Linked DNA regions of Xenopus laevis: region 2 is linked to region 1. Evidence: chromatin contacts called from public Hi-C data. All regions are on one chromosome and are shown on one strand. Each heading gives the region's core, a stretch centred on a gene start, on an enhancer-like site or on the middle of the called end of the contact. The rest is flanking DNA. Distances are from core to core; before and after follow the strand shown. Region 1 has its middle 20 kb from the start of gtse1.S. Region 2 holds the start of celsr1.S (cadherin EGF LAG seven-pass G-type receptor 1).

Evidence for each region. Hi-C and Micro-C count contacts between places; a contact is called where the count stands out from the background.
Region 2: a Hi-C map of the XL177 cell line shows a contact between it and region 1, with 3 times the contacts expected there. The contact joins the promoter of celsr1.S here to the enhancer-like site in region 1. A contact is called at or near these places in 2 of 4 Hi-C or Micro-C datasets (the XL177 cell line and the XTC cell line).

Annotation. Positions count from the first base shown.
Region 1 is chr3S:74,604,575-74,608,929 of Xenopus_laevis_v10.1, reverse strand. No RefSeq gene overlaps it. Among protein-coding and RNA genes, the nearest start is that of gtse1.S, 20 kb to the right of the region's middle. Within about 2 kb of position 2,334, at least 1 of the 7 cell types and tissues checked has an H3K27ac peak or open chromatin away from gene starts, as enhancers often do.
Region 2 is chr3S:74,721,261-74,725,615 of Xenopus_laevis_v10.1, reverse strand. It overlaps celsr1.S (cadherin EGF LAG seven-pass G-type receptor 1), which reads left to right and starts at 2,491. Exons shown (of 34, transcript XM_041588505.1): 1 at 2,491-4,355. The coding sequence starts at 3,348.

The DNA of each region.
Region 1 (4,355 bases), core at 1,085-3,584:
AAAAGCTCAGTAGAGAAGTCCATTTATTTAATTTATTGGCCCCAGATAGCAAATATATTGTATCAAGAGTAGATACGACAATCAGAACAAGAATAAGCATCAAGTGCAGGGAAAGGCTGGCGTCTCACTGCAGCAAACTTAGGAGGAGGATAGGAGGAAAGAGAACATAACCGTTTGTTACAGGCATAGAATAGAGGGTATCCCTTAGGGAACAAAACAAATAATATAGGGTAAATGGGGAGTGAAAATGGACACGTCAATTAACATAAAGGGCTGTTGTGACATTATCATTACATGCCATCGCATAAATACTGACTGTAATATATAGGGGTCATTTAAAGACAGAATGAATGCCAAAGCAATAGGATCTAGGCCCCTAGATAAACAACCTGTAAAATCATTTGGAGTTGCTCTGGCACTAACAAAAGCAAAGGTAACAGCAGCCAGCCTGGAAGGAACAGTTACAAATACTGTATGTGTGATCTATTACCTGAAATGGGGATTAGGGGCTATCAGAATAAGGAGGCTCCTGTTATTTGGAGCACTGAACCTAAAATCTAGAGAAATTATTAAATCATTAAAAACCTAATGCCGCCTTCAGATTGTCTTTCTGCTGCATCCCAGCAGTCCTAATCTTCAAAAAGTATTCTCTAGGGCAGTGATCCCCAACCAGTAGCTCGTGAGTAACATGTTGCTCTCCAACCCCTTGGATGTTGCTCCCAGTGGCCTCAAAGCAAAAGCTTATTTTCGAACAAGTTTTGGTTGTATAAAAACCAGGTGCACTGCCAAACAGAGCCTTGATGTAGGTTGACAATCCACATAGGGGCTACCAAATGGCCAATCACAGCACTTATTTGGAACTCCATGAACATTTTTCATGCTTGTGTTGCTCCCCAACTCCTTTTACTTCTAAATGTTGCTCACAACCAAAAAATAAAGGTGTTTTACAGTAATGAAACTGTTACATACTGTTGCCTTGCACTTGTAAAACTGTGTGTTTGCTTCAGAAACTCTACTACAGTTTATATGAAAAAGCTGCTGTGCCATGGGGGGCAGCCATTCAAAGCTGACAAGGCAGAAAAAGGCACAGGATAAACAGCAGAGAACAAATAATCTCTGTAGTATACAATGGGATTCTTCAGACCTTATCTGGTGTGTATCCTGTGCTTGAATGGCTGCCCCAATGACTACACAACAGCTTGTTTATATTAATTATGGTTGTTTTTTCTGAAGCAAACACAACAGTTGTGCCAGTGCAGGGCAACATTATATTGGCATTCCTTTAAAACACTTTCATTTTTTGGTGTTACCGTTTAACAAAGAGTCTAAAATACTATAAATTGTGATTTGGGTTTCTTAAAAAGCCCAACACATTCACAGGTAGCAGTGAAAAGCTGTCCTTCCAAAGATGCCCCTTGAAATCCCCCATATTATTTTTAAAAGTTTAATTTTATATTCCCTCAAACCATGGATCTCCAGCTCTGCAAATATCAGAAGTTTACTCGCTGACCTAGCAAAAATGAATACTATAAGGTAATCAACAACAAAGCTGTAAAAAGGAAATGAAAATGTTCATATTAAGGAATGGTGTTGCTCAGAGGGTGCATATGTAACATTTGCCAGGTCATGTGCTGAATGCAAATTGACTGCCAAAAGTTAGGCACCTAAGATACCCCCCCCAAGTGATTTTAACTTTTTCTTCTCCTTTAAAGTGGACCTGTCACCCAGACATAAAAATATGTATAATAAAAGTAATTTTCAAATTAAACCTGAAATCCAAATTTTTTTTATATTAAGGCATTCATAGCTGTTGTAAACTCATTTAAAAATCTCAGCTGTCAATCAAATATTGCTTGCCCCTCCTCTATGCCTTAGGCATAGAGGCGGGGCAGGAAATTACTTTCACTTTCCATTCAGCACTTACTAGATGTCACTGCTCTCCCCACATTCCCCCTTCGCTTTACCATTTAATTGTGTAACCAGTACATGGGGATGGACATCAGATCCCCCATTCTGGTGCACAAACAAGATTCTGAGCTAATGCAAGGTTTGCCTTAATACCAGTGTTCACAAAATGGCGCCTGCCTGCCTGCTATAATTAGGAGTTCCAAGACCGAACAAAACAAAATAATTTATATAGTGTTATTAAAGTTTATTTTGCTTAACTAATGGCCTAAAATAGTATTTAGAATATTTTTTATTTAAGAGCATCACTGCATGCTTGATCACTTTCATTTGCAAAACTACACCCCAACCACCCAGGACTTTAGAAATGAACACCTGCATTTGTCCCATCAGTTGACTCTATACATATGTAGAATGTAGTTAATTCACTGTTGGTGCAGCTTTCTGTTTGGCTAGCTAGGTCCTTGAAGTACAGTAGAGTTTAACGGAGCCATGTACGCACTTAAATGCAGTGGGGGAGCTTAACCCATTTATTCAACCACCAAAGTATCAAGTTTCGGGGGGGGGGGTTACAACCCTCTTCATCAGAAACATGACAATGAACCCTGAAAACTATGGGTTGTACATCCCCTTTGTCAGGTTTTGTTGTTATGTTCCTGACAATGAGAGGGTTGTACCAACCAAAACATTGATACTTTGGTGGTTGATTAAATGGGATAAGCTCCGACTGCTTATAAATGCATGTGCGTGGCTCCGTTAAAAAAACACTGCTCTCTGTATATGTGCCTGGCACAGTAGCCCCACACTACTATGAGGTTTACTCTATTACATTCATACAGTGCCCAGGCCCAGAGCAAGGCTTAGCACTGACATTTTGGCCTGAATGAAACTTCAGTTTACTGGCCTTTCATAGATTTATTTGGCATTACATTTTCTGTACTAAATTTCTATTTAAATCACTAATCATTTTTCAGTATACTTACAACATATATGTTGCCTGTGGTCCCATCTTTATCCACCACAAATCACGCTTCTCCTAAACCTCCAATTCTCACTCTCTGTCCCAGTGTGAATAGAAACCAACCTCACATGGAATGAAAATTCCATCATAAAATTCATCAGACTATTCAAAATAATCTTAACTGTTTTAATGTGACAAATGGCCTTTCTTACGCAGGAAGGAATACACGAACCTGCAGAATCTCACAAGTTATTAAAGAAAAAACTAATTAATATAACACACTTGCACCACAAAGCCCCTTCTTACCAAAGGAAAACACATGTTTCAGCAAACGGAATGAAATTCTGCCAGTTCTAGTTACCTCAGACACAAACAAAGAATACAGGTGAATGCTTTGTTAGGCAGCAAGATTGTATTTCATAGCAGGAATCTAGGTACAATTCAGATACCATGTAATTTACTGATGAATGACTTCCCTGGGAATGGTATAGTTCCTGATGGCTGTTATTTGAACCTAATTTTTTTTGTGAAATTACCCAACAAACTTTTACAAATACTTCCTGCAATTGCAACCGCTCTTCTATGTAATGCTGTGTTACGTGGTATGTACTGGAATCCAAGTGTAGCGGCACCTGTTTAAAAACAAACATTTCATTGGTTTCTATGAGTTACTGCACCAGTATTGCATATGGGAGCACATCTTCAAAATTAAAACAGAAGAAACCTTTATATGTGCATTTGTTAATGTTCTTTGCTCAATACCTGCTTTGTCAGTCAGCTGCAAGAAGTATATTGTTCTCCATCAACTATTAGAACAAAGCACTTCAAAACTTTCTGGTATAATTAGCCAGCCAAGCCAGGTCCCACCAATGGTCTTTTTTATTTTTTATTTTTTTTACAAAGGACAGAAAAGAAAAAAATTCTCTATCAGCCACATGTAGAAGTTACACATAATACATACAATATGTTTATATTTCCAGTAAAAATGATGGTAACTGCAGTAGCTCATACCAATGAGACATTAATACTCATTGTCGCAGATGAAGTTGTCATGTGTTACCTTTTAATGAGAATCAAATCCATAATTTTTGGATTTGCTAAATACTGTATCCTCCACAAAAGGTTATTCCAATCACCAACTGAACCGTGCTTTTTCATTGACAGATTTGAGAAAAATATAAAAATGTAAGCAGCTAAAAACAAAGAAAATATTGCATTCAATTCCACAAATTTTAACTAATCCTGATCAAAACAAAGCACCTGTTTTGCAGCAAAACTAATATCATCGGCCTCTCAGTACACACAGGGGAAATTTCACATTGGAAGTGTAAAAAGTTTGTATCCAAAATCCACCCAATGTGCACGAATAGGCTGATGCCAAGTACAAAACAGGGTGGACGGGAGCAGATCAGCCTTTTCTCTGCTGGTGTATCCACAACCTTCATTTTGAATGTGATTGTATATAGCTATTCTATTTATATTTTTAAGC
Region 2 (4,355 bases), core at 1,242-3,741, 120 kb before region 1:
TGTTGCTCACGGGTCCAAAAGGTTGGGGATCCCTGCCCTAGAGCATCTCTATATGTGTGTGTGGAGGGGGGGGAAGCACTTAGGGCTGCCATCAGGGGGAAAGAGGGGGGACAGGTGTCCCAAATAAGGCTACCTGGGTAGCGTATATTGTTACACAAACTGGGTAATGTATTTTAAAACTTGCACAATTTCCTTAACTGACTCAAAAACGTACTTAAGATACATAGCTTATGGAACTTGCATAGAAGGATATGTATTTATTTCTCCTTAGGGTACTGGCACACGGGGGCATTTGTTGGCCCTTTGTTTAAATTTGCGCTACCACAAGCAACAAATTTCCCAGAAATGCTTTCCCTCCATCAATACAGTAAATCGACAATGGGAAAATTACTCATTTTTTCATGAAGTTCTCCTTAAAAATTTGGAAAACAAAGTGTTGCATAAGTTGGCAACTTCCTTTAATGTTGGTGGGAAAGCATTTCTGGGACATTTGTTGCCCGCTGTAGTGCAAATTTAAACTCAGGCGACAAATCTCCTTGTGTGCCAATACCCTTGATAATAAAGTTGCTGTGCCACAAAATGTTTTTTCTGAATGTTACCCCAGTTTGTTGGAAGAGCTAATGAGATTAATTAGTAAGCAATCCATGACAAATGATCTGATAACTCTGGTTAATTTGTAGTTGGCACTAACTGTGAGAAAGGTAAGATGAGTGCGGCTAGCTGTCTGGCAGGTGGGAGGAGCTGGCACTGTTTCTAACTAGGACATCAAGCATCAGAGTGAGACAGAACTGTATGTCTGCAGGGAATTTCTCAGGTATCCCCATAGCCCTGCCTTACACACACACTTACTGAATGAGGACAGATGGCATATACTGTCAATTAAACAATCGATTGTAAAAGAGGAGCTGGATGCAAATTCTAGAAGCTACACTGGAAATTAGTTTATTTTGTTTTTAATATACAATGTTTTAACTGTTAGCATTCAATAGATATAGAATAAAGTACCCACTTTTCTAAACTGAGTAGTTTCTCATACCATTTCAGAACATAATGCTGAGGAATGTGGCCCTGAATGTAATTTTAATTGTCTGTTCGAGAGCTCCGTTGATTTCTTAATATACTGTACTATCATTATTTGTATATAATCTTGTTGAACAGCACTATTTGCTAAATAATGGGAGCTATATTTTTGACATCCAAAAAATAAAATGTTAGCATAAATACACCTGCTAATGAAAACTCACCAAGTGAAGGGATGGCCCAGGTGCTCCAGCCACAGGCTCTCAGTTCAAGGGAGTGGACATAAACCGCATAGCAAAAAAAAAAAAAAAAAACCGAAGGAAGGGTGTAGAGCACACTGGAAACCACGCCAAGTCAGACCAAAAAGTTACTTTATTGAGCAATCATTTCAAGCCTTTTTTTTAACTTTTTGGTCTGACTTGGTGTGGTTTCCAGTGTGCTCTACACCCTTCACTATCCAAGGTCAATGGGGTATGTGACACAAGTAACACAAACTAATTATAAGTGATGACATCCATAAACACCATTTCTAAAGATATACTATAGAGGTTACTCCTAGACATTCTGTGTTATAACCAGGGCGGCTTTAAGGTACTTGTGGGCCCAGGACAAACCCTTTGGTGGGCCCCAAAGTACTAAGCTTTGGGGTTTATTTTTCTTTTTTATTATAACAATACAATGGGGGATGTTCCCCATAAAAAGAAGAAAAGAAAGGGAGAGAAGGTAGCCCTAAGAAATTTGTGATATAAATATCCACAGCCAGTTGTTGCTGAATATTAAAGGAATAAACTAAATAAAAACTTTGGGTAAAATGTAGAAACAATAGGTTAAAAAAAGTAAATAGGTTCAGTACGTTTATTTTCTGTTGATTAAAATAAGTAGGGATGCACCAAATCCGGGCAGGATTCTGCATTTTTCAACAGGATTCGGACGAATCCTTCTGTCTGGCCGAACTGAATCCTAATTTGCATATGCAAATTAGGGGCGGAGAGAGAAATTGCGTGACTTTTTGTCATAAAACAAGGAAGTAAAAAATGTTTTCCCCTTCCCACCCCTAATTCGGTCGAATCCAAAATAGTGGATTTGGTGCATCCCTAAAAAATAAGGGGTCTGCCACTGTGAGATGCTTGAGTGAAACATATGTCCAGGCAATGATCTGATGGTGGGATCTTATCCTGATGGGCCCTTGACAAATTCCCCTATGCCCATCTATTAAGAGTGCAAAAAAATAAATGCACAATTACTTCTTATCAATTTCAACGAGTCGTGTCATTGCCTTGTAGAATCGGCAGGTGGCGCTAGAGGACCTTTCAGGTACCATCAGAAGCAAATAGTTGTTCCTATCAATCCCTTCTCGCAGGACGCTCCAGTGCCGTTGCCATGGTGACGGGTGTCACGCTCCTCTCCACGTTACGAACAATACATTTAAATGGAGAGAACAAAAACTTCCCTCCCTTCCCCTGTGTCCTTCTAACAGTATTTCTCGCAGCTTATTTCGAAGTTAACATTTATAGTTAATGGATATGGGAAATAGAAAACATTTAAAGGAGAAACATGCAACGAAATCCTTATATTAAAATAAAAACTCCTGTCGTGTAGCAGAGATAAAAGCAATTTGAAAAGGCTGACTGGCACCCAAGGCATCTTGCAGTTGTCTCTATCCGCCCCCGGGGCCAGGCTCATAGGGAATGAGGGGATTCCCGGCAGTGCGACAGGGTGCAACAATAGCAGCTCATGTGACACTCACAAAGCCCCGTCGGCTCCAACACATACTATAGAGAAGTTGTGCGGTTCTAGTCTGAGGGGCCCAGAGCAGCCGAAACCCGTTGCGCGGGCGGGGGAAGGGGCAGACGGCTCAGAGCGAGGCTCCCGGCGGAGGAACAGGTGGCAGCGCAGCCAGTGAGGGGGAAGCCCACAGTCACATCCATTCAGGAAAGACCTGTAGCGCCGCTTTAAGTGGGGGTGGGAGAGAATGTCCCATTGACCCCAGAAAAGTCCATACGCTCGGTGGTATTACAAGTACTATCCCAGGCCGGGGTTATATAAGCTATAGCAACCGTCCCTTGCGTTACCGGAGCGCCACTGCCAGGGGCAGACAGGAGAGGCCAGAGCTCCGGAGAGTGAGGGGCCGCCCCCGGCAGGGCGCACAGACTGGGAGCAGGTTTATGCTAATCAGGACCGAGGGGAGGAGGAGGCGGAGGAGAGGGGAGCGGCGCTGAACCAGGGGGGTTGGAGCCATTTTGAAATCACTTTTAAACTTCCCGTGGGATAAGAAGTGAAATTGGGGCGAGCGGCCCTGATGCCGCCCCTCAGGCCTCTGTGAGGAGATGTGGGCGCTGAGTGTGTGTATGACGGTGCTGGGGCTGCTTCAGCTCGCGGGGGCTCTGCAAGTTCACCTCTATCCCGGGGGAGCCAACCTGTCCTTGGGAGCGGACTGGACTTACCTCCTGGAGAACAACTCAACGGCGATTGCACTGAGCCACCTGGGAGAGCTGAGCTTGATACCCGGGTCAGACTGTTCTCATGTACCGCTTCCCGCAACCCTCCGTGTCACCTCCCGCTCTGACCGGACCGTCCTATCCATCCGCCTGCGAGTGTATGTGCACCGGCCGGAGTGCCCTATTGAGAGCCGGGGGGAGAGCGCGGGGGCCCGCGAGAGTCTCCCTGATGTGGACATTGAGTACAGAGCGGAGTATATGGCCCCCCGGTGTCCCCCGGAACTGCTGCATAAGACTCAGGCACTTGTGGCCGCTCTACTGGGGGGGACCGGCTGTTCACTGTCTGATTCCTCCATTGTGCGGCGGACTGTGTGCGGGAGCTCAGGGGCAGCTGTGCCCATCATGTGTAGGGGCTCCTCGGAGCAGGTGCTGGTGCGGGTGAGGAGGAAGCTTCGGGGCAGACACAGGAGAATAAAGAGGAGCACAAATAGCAGCCCCCAGTTCCAACTCCATAACTACCAGGCGTCGGTGCCGGAGAACGAGCCGGCGGGGACCCGGGTGACTTCTCTGCGGGCAGTGGATCCGGACACGGGGGAGGCGGGCCGGCTGGAGTACTTCATGGAGGCGCTGTTCGATAGTCGCTCCAACGATTACTTTGAGATCGATTCAGAGACGGGCACGGTGAGCACCAGCCAACCACTGGACCGGGAGACCAAGGACACTCACGTGCTCAAAGTAACGGCAACTGACTTCGGGTCCCCCCGGAGATCCGCCACCACCTACCTGACCGTGACAGTCAGTGACACCAATGACCACGTGCCGGTGTTCGAGCAGTCCGAGTACCGGGAGAACATCAGGGAGAACATAGAGGTGGGCTACGAGGTGATGACTATCCGG